Regions from separate parts of the Sus scrofa genome. Here region 1 is linked to region 2. Evidence: chromatin contacts called from public HiChIP or PLAC-seq data. All regions are on one chromosome and are shown on one strand. Each heading gives the region's core, a stretch centred on a gene start, on an enhancer-like site or on the middle of the called end of the contact. The rest is flanking DNA. Distances are from core to core; before and after follow the strand shown.

What was found. HiChIP or PLAC-seq counts read pairs in DNA pulled down with a chosen protein or histone mark.
Region 1: an H3K27ac HiChIP or PLAC-seq map of alveolar macrophages shows a contact between it and region 2. The contact joins two enhancer-like sites. A contact is called at or near these places in 1 of 47 Hi-C or Micro-C datasets (embryonic fibroblasts) and 1 of 2 datasets of contacts at active chromatin or transcription factors (alveolar macrophages).

The regions. Positions count from the first base shown.
Region 1 is chr4:72,760,673-72,763,372 of Sscrofa11.1, forward strand. No RefSeq gene overlaps it. Among named protein-coding and RNA genes, the nearest start is that of CHD7, 7.6 kb to the left of the region's middle. Within about 2 kb of position 1,284, at least 1 of the 83 cell types and tissues checked has an H3K27ac peak or open chromatin away from gene starts, as enhancers often do. A contact at or near this core is called in alveolar macrophages, where this site is marked.
Region 2 is chr4:72,503,094-72,505,793 of Sscrofa11.1, forward strand. No RefSeq gene overlaps it. Among named protein-coding and RNA genes, the nearest start is that of CLVS1, 250 kb to the left of the region's middle. Within about 2 kb of position 1,403, at least 13 of the 83 cell types and tissues checked have an H3K27ac peak or open chromatin away from gene starts, as enhancers often do. A contact at or near this core is called in alveolar macrophages, where this site is marked.

The sequences.
Region 1 (2,700 bases), core at 34-2,533, 260 kb after region 2:
GGGAGGTATGCCAGGCGGGAAAACCGTCTGAGGTATCCAGGGGGCAGATGGCTGGTGTCGCCCTGCAAGTCATCTGGCTAGGAGCAAAGCAGACACAGGGAAAGGGTGGGAAATGAGCATGGCAATATAAGTAGGGCCAGGTCAGAAGGGCTTTAGCAGCATATTAAAAAATCTTTCACTTATTCCATAGGTGATGAGCCACCAAAGAACTGTCAGCAGGATAGTGATCAGGACAAATATGGATGTGTTGGCTGTGCGGACCAAACCTCAGAGCCAGGAGACAGTGAGTGGACACTGGTGACCGTCAAAATACAACAAGGGAGGCCCCACTGTGGTGCAGTGGATGAAGACTCCAACAACAGTGGCTCAAGTTGCTGCAGAGCTCCAGGCTCGATCCCACTGGCACAGTGGCTTAAAGGATCTGGCTTTGCCACAGCTGCGGTTTAGGCTGGGGCTCCAGCTGGGACTCAGTTCCTTACCTAGGAACGTCCATACGCCACGGATAAAAGAAAAAAGAAAAGGCTCAGTAAGGTGAAGTCCTTGACCAGGGCAGCATTCCAAGTGCTGGAGATAAAGAATAAATGTGCGAGAGATTGAGACAACATGTTTGACAAGACTTGGGGAATGACTGATGGTCCATAGAGAATGGAAGGGAAGGAGTGAAGGAAGATTCAGGCTAAGTCCCCTCCTGGAGTGACTGGCAAGTGCTTGCATGTTATGCAAGGTAAGGAGTAAGTGGGGAGAAGCTTGTGGACGAACCTTTGGTGTGGGAATTAGAAGCGGTCTGTGGAGCATCAAATGGGGACGCCCAGTAAGTAAGGGATGAGAACTAAGACTGATCTGGTCTAGAAACACAGGTGTAAGAATTGCGAGGTATGAATACACTTAAATGCACTGAAATGGATGCTTGGAAAAACATGCAATGTGAGAGGAAAGTAGGCTGGCAAAAGGAATCTTTAAAATACCAAGTTTTCTCAGTTCTGTATTAGTGTGTATCAACCCAACCCAGAACTTGGTGCTTAAAACTAAAATGTATTATTCATCTGATGGGTTAGCTCGAGTTGGGCTAGTTAACATTCTGTGTCTGTGTTTCTGTCTGTGTCTCTGTGTGTGTATTTTTATCTCTCTTTTCTCTCCACTTGGTCCTTCATCTTAATCACCCCAAAGACCTGGAAGTTTCTGAGCGGTGTTTCAAGAAGGCAAAGCCGCAAGATACAAGCCCTTATCAAGCCTCTGCTGACTTGGCGTTTGCTGATGCTCCACTGGCCAAAGCAAGTCACATGGTCCAGCCCAGTCGCAGAGTGAGAGGAACCCAGAGAAATGATTCTTTGGAAATATCATTTATCCTTGTAAAACACATGTTAAGGGATAAACATGTTTAAAAATAATAAAGGGAGATAGCAAAAGAGAAGCCACTGGAGAAAACACATGAAGACTCTTTGGAAAGAAAAAGTAAAAATCAAGACAGAAGAGTTTCCAGAAGGGAAGGAGCAATAGGACCACATGTCACAGACAGAACTGGTAGCGGGGGAGTGAAGAGCATTCATTGCCCTTGGTCTTTGTTAACCTTTCCAGTTTCAGGAGCTGAGGGGAAAAGCTAAATCACAGAGGGGAGAGAAAGCCAATGGATGTTGAGGAAGTGGAGGCAGAAGGTCTGGATTTCAGACTCTGAGAAATTTGATTACGAAATGAAGAGAGATGGAGGGGAACTCTGGAGGAGAACTCGCATGGAGGAGAGAGGAGCAGTTTTTTGTTTAGCATGTGAGGGTGATGTGCATTACTTTAGAGAAAGACAGGAGCCAGAGTGGGAGGGGATGACAGCATAGGAGAGTAATGCCAGCTGGGAGGGAACAGCATCGAGCTGAGGCTTGATGGGAAGAGTGACACCTGTTTTTTGAAACCAAAGAAAGGCTGGTGAAAATGGCAATCAATCAGTCTATAGGTTGGGATACAGAGAGATGACAAAGTTAGGCAAATTCTTTTTTTTTTTTTTTTTTTTTTTTTTTTTTTGCTTTTTAGGGCCACACCCATGGCACATGGAGGTTCCCGGGCTAGGGCTCTAATCAGAGCTACAGCTGCCAGCCTACACCACAGCTCACAGCATTGCCAGATCCTTAACCCACTGAGCAAGGCCAGGGATTGAACCTGCAACCTCATGGTTCCTAGTCAGATTCATCTCCACTGCGCACGACGGGAACTACACAAATTCATTTTTCACAGCTTCTGTTTGTCTTATTAATTCAGGAATCATCTCCTGAGATTGAAATGTTCATGAATGGGCAAGAGATTTGAGGCAAGTTTTCAAGTTTTGAAATAGACTCCATGGGAAAGAAAGGAGCTGCACAAAGAAAGTAAAAGGACGCTCACTGAGTCCTGAGCCTCCTTGAGTCCTAAGCTGAAATGTAGAACCACCAAGTCATTATCCGGCTTTCTTAAGTGATGCTCAGCCCTGGGGAAAGGAGTACCAGTGGTGAGTTGCCAGGATCACCCAGGGGAGTCATTGTCTTCTGCAGAGACCCAGGAGGATGGTTGAGCACATAGCCAGAGCAGGGGTTCCCAGGGACCAGACAAGATCAGCTTGCCTTGTCACTGGGAGTCATCAAGTAGCTCCAGTCATGGGTCCTTTGTTTAAACATAGGACATGAACTGTATGTGATGACAATATGCTATGTAGAGATTTCTGCCATCCCAAATCCTCTT
Region 2 (2,700 bases), core at 153-2,652:
TTTATGTATACACAGGTCATTTATGAAGTTGTTTAGTGGAAATCAATCTCTGATCCACTCTTGGGTGAAAACAAAATCAAGATTTTTAGCCTGCAAAGCTGTGGGGACCACTCTCTGTTCACACATCAGCACCCATGGACTTTTGGAGACCTTCCAGATGACAGCCTGTCTTGCCAGGCCTTGCTGTGAGCCCACCTCAGTCAGGCTAAGACACAGAAGGCCCAAGTGCCAAGGCCACCTCAGTAGCAGGAAGCTGGAATTCAGAATCAGTTCTTTCCTGTTTTAGAACCGGTGCGGTTTCCCTCTGCCATAGGTTCTCTTTTGTATAAAAAGATGCCTACGGTCTTCCATTTTCTTTAGGTACTCGAGAAATCCATATATATTTTAGGAAAAAAATTAACACAACAAATTAGAGAATAAGTTACACATGTCCCTTCTCCCAGAGATGATTTATTCATATTCTAAGTTATATTTTTCCAGATTTTTTTTCTTATGTATGCATGTTTTAACCAAAAATGCAATTGTACTATTTTATAATCTGCTTTGGCCTCTAATGGTGTGAATATTTTACGATATTCTAGACATACATATAGTCATTTTTAATGTCATCATGTTTTATTGTATTAATATGCCATAATTTATCCAACCAAAGTCTTACTCTCCTGTTTGACAACTGAATTTGTCCTGGTTTTTAGCTCATAAACTCATTTGTCTATCTTATTCTCAGTAAGCAATTCCCCTCAACTCCAGCCCTAGTCCACACTTGATCTCTGTCTCAGATGCTAGTGTTAAATTTATACTATTAAATTTATAAATCAGCTCTTTGCTCCATCTTTGAATGCAGAATTAATTCAAAATAGACACGGTTGTTCAACATGACAACTTTAATATTACTAGTCAGTACATATTGGATGCCACAGTTTAGACATGGCCACCACTGGCTCTTCCTAACAGAAGATCATGTCTGGAACAAAAGACAACCCAAACCACGGCCACCTCATACCCTCCAAGTTACAACAAGCACACAGCAAGCAGCAGACCCAGGAACCCATGAGATTTGTGGGCTGGCAAATCTTTGAGACAGGAGAAGTCTAAGACACCATACTCGCTTCTCACCACCTCGACAATCTGACCAAAACACAGGCCCACCCCAGCAACCACCACCACCCACCCCCGGCCTCAGGAAGCAAGAGGAAGAGGCTGGGGGGTCACCCCAGAAGAGGGCCCACAGCAAGTGGTGACACACACACCTCCGCCCGCCTCTCCTGCTGCCTCTTTGCCTTTCTCCTCCTCCCCCAGTTCTGAGCCGGGATGGCTCCCCATGGCTTCCCCATATGTCACATGTCTGTCAGAAGGCCATGACCACAAAGCTACGCGTTTGCTTTGGCCACGGCCACAGGCTCGGTGCGGCGGCGGCCAGCCCCACTGACTCAGCCCTGGTCAGGGTGGCCAGTCTGTAGAAGGCACTGGTTTTGTCAAGTGAGTCATTCTGAGCAATTGTAGAAGCTGATGAACTCTGCAAGGACCTCTTTCTTCTCTCCCTGCCTCTGTCCCTTCCAGGCAAACACTAAAATGTCCTGGTCACCTCTGGCACTCCCACTGCCCCTGCTCCCTCCAGGGGGCCACAAACTCGCCCACCATGAATTTGTCTGCCTGGGGCAGCATGGGCAGCGCCTCAAGGTCTTAGCTCTGCCACTGGACTGTGTGACCTTGGGAGAGGCACCTGGCTTCTCTGAACCACAGTGGCCTCATCTGCAGAATGCAAGGCAGCGGTCCCCCGGGCCCCCCACCACCCCCACCTGCCTCAGTTCTTCCTTGCCTCATCTGCAGCTCCCCCCATCTGCCCTGCATCTGTTCAGCTCCCAGAGACTGGGGCTACGCCCAGGCTTGCTCAGGTGCCCACCCGCCTGCCTCTTCCACACCCCTACCTCGGGGCGCTGACATTAATCCCGCACCTGCCCCTCACCTGTCCCTAGGTTTTCTAGGACAGGAAGCGCAAGTAGTTGTCCCCATTTCCTGGCATTGTGGCCAACTCTGAAGAAAGGGGAGGGGATGAGACAGGAGAAGCTGTTCAAGTCTCAGCGTTCCGGACATCTGGAAATTGACCCAGTCTTTCCTTTCCGTGGTCACAACCCTCCAAACACAAACTCTTACCTCTGAGACTGCGAGCTGCCCTTGAAGGGCACCGGGATGGAGCAGGGTGGCTCAGCGGGCAGCTCTGGCGCCGCAGAGAGTTTGGCCCGGAGCCGGGCCTGTGAGAGCAGGAGCTGCCCCGCTCCAGAGCAAACAGTCCTGGAAAGACAATACCAGGCTTCCCCAAAGAGAGAGGAGTTCTTAGCAGTTGCTCTTTCCTGGGTGACTGGGTGTTCTCTACCCTGGAAACATAGTCTGAATAGATTGATTCAAAAAGTCATTTCCCAGAGTTCCCATCATGGCTCAGTGGTTAATGAATCTGACTAGGAACCATGAGGTTGCGGGTTTGATCCCTGGCCTCGCTCAGTGGGTTAAGGATCTGGCATTGCTGTGAGCTGTGGTGTAGGTTACAGACGCGGCTCGGATCTGGCGTTGCTGAGGCTGTGGTGTAGGCTGGTGGCTACAGCTCCGATTAGACCCCTAGCCTGGGAACCTCCACATGCCGCAGGTGCGGCCCTAGAAAAGACAGAAAGACAAAAAAAAAAAAAAAAATCTTTTCCCTCTTGT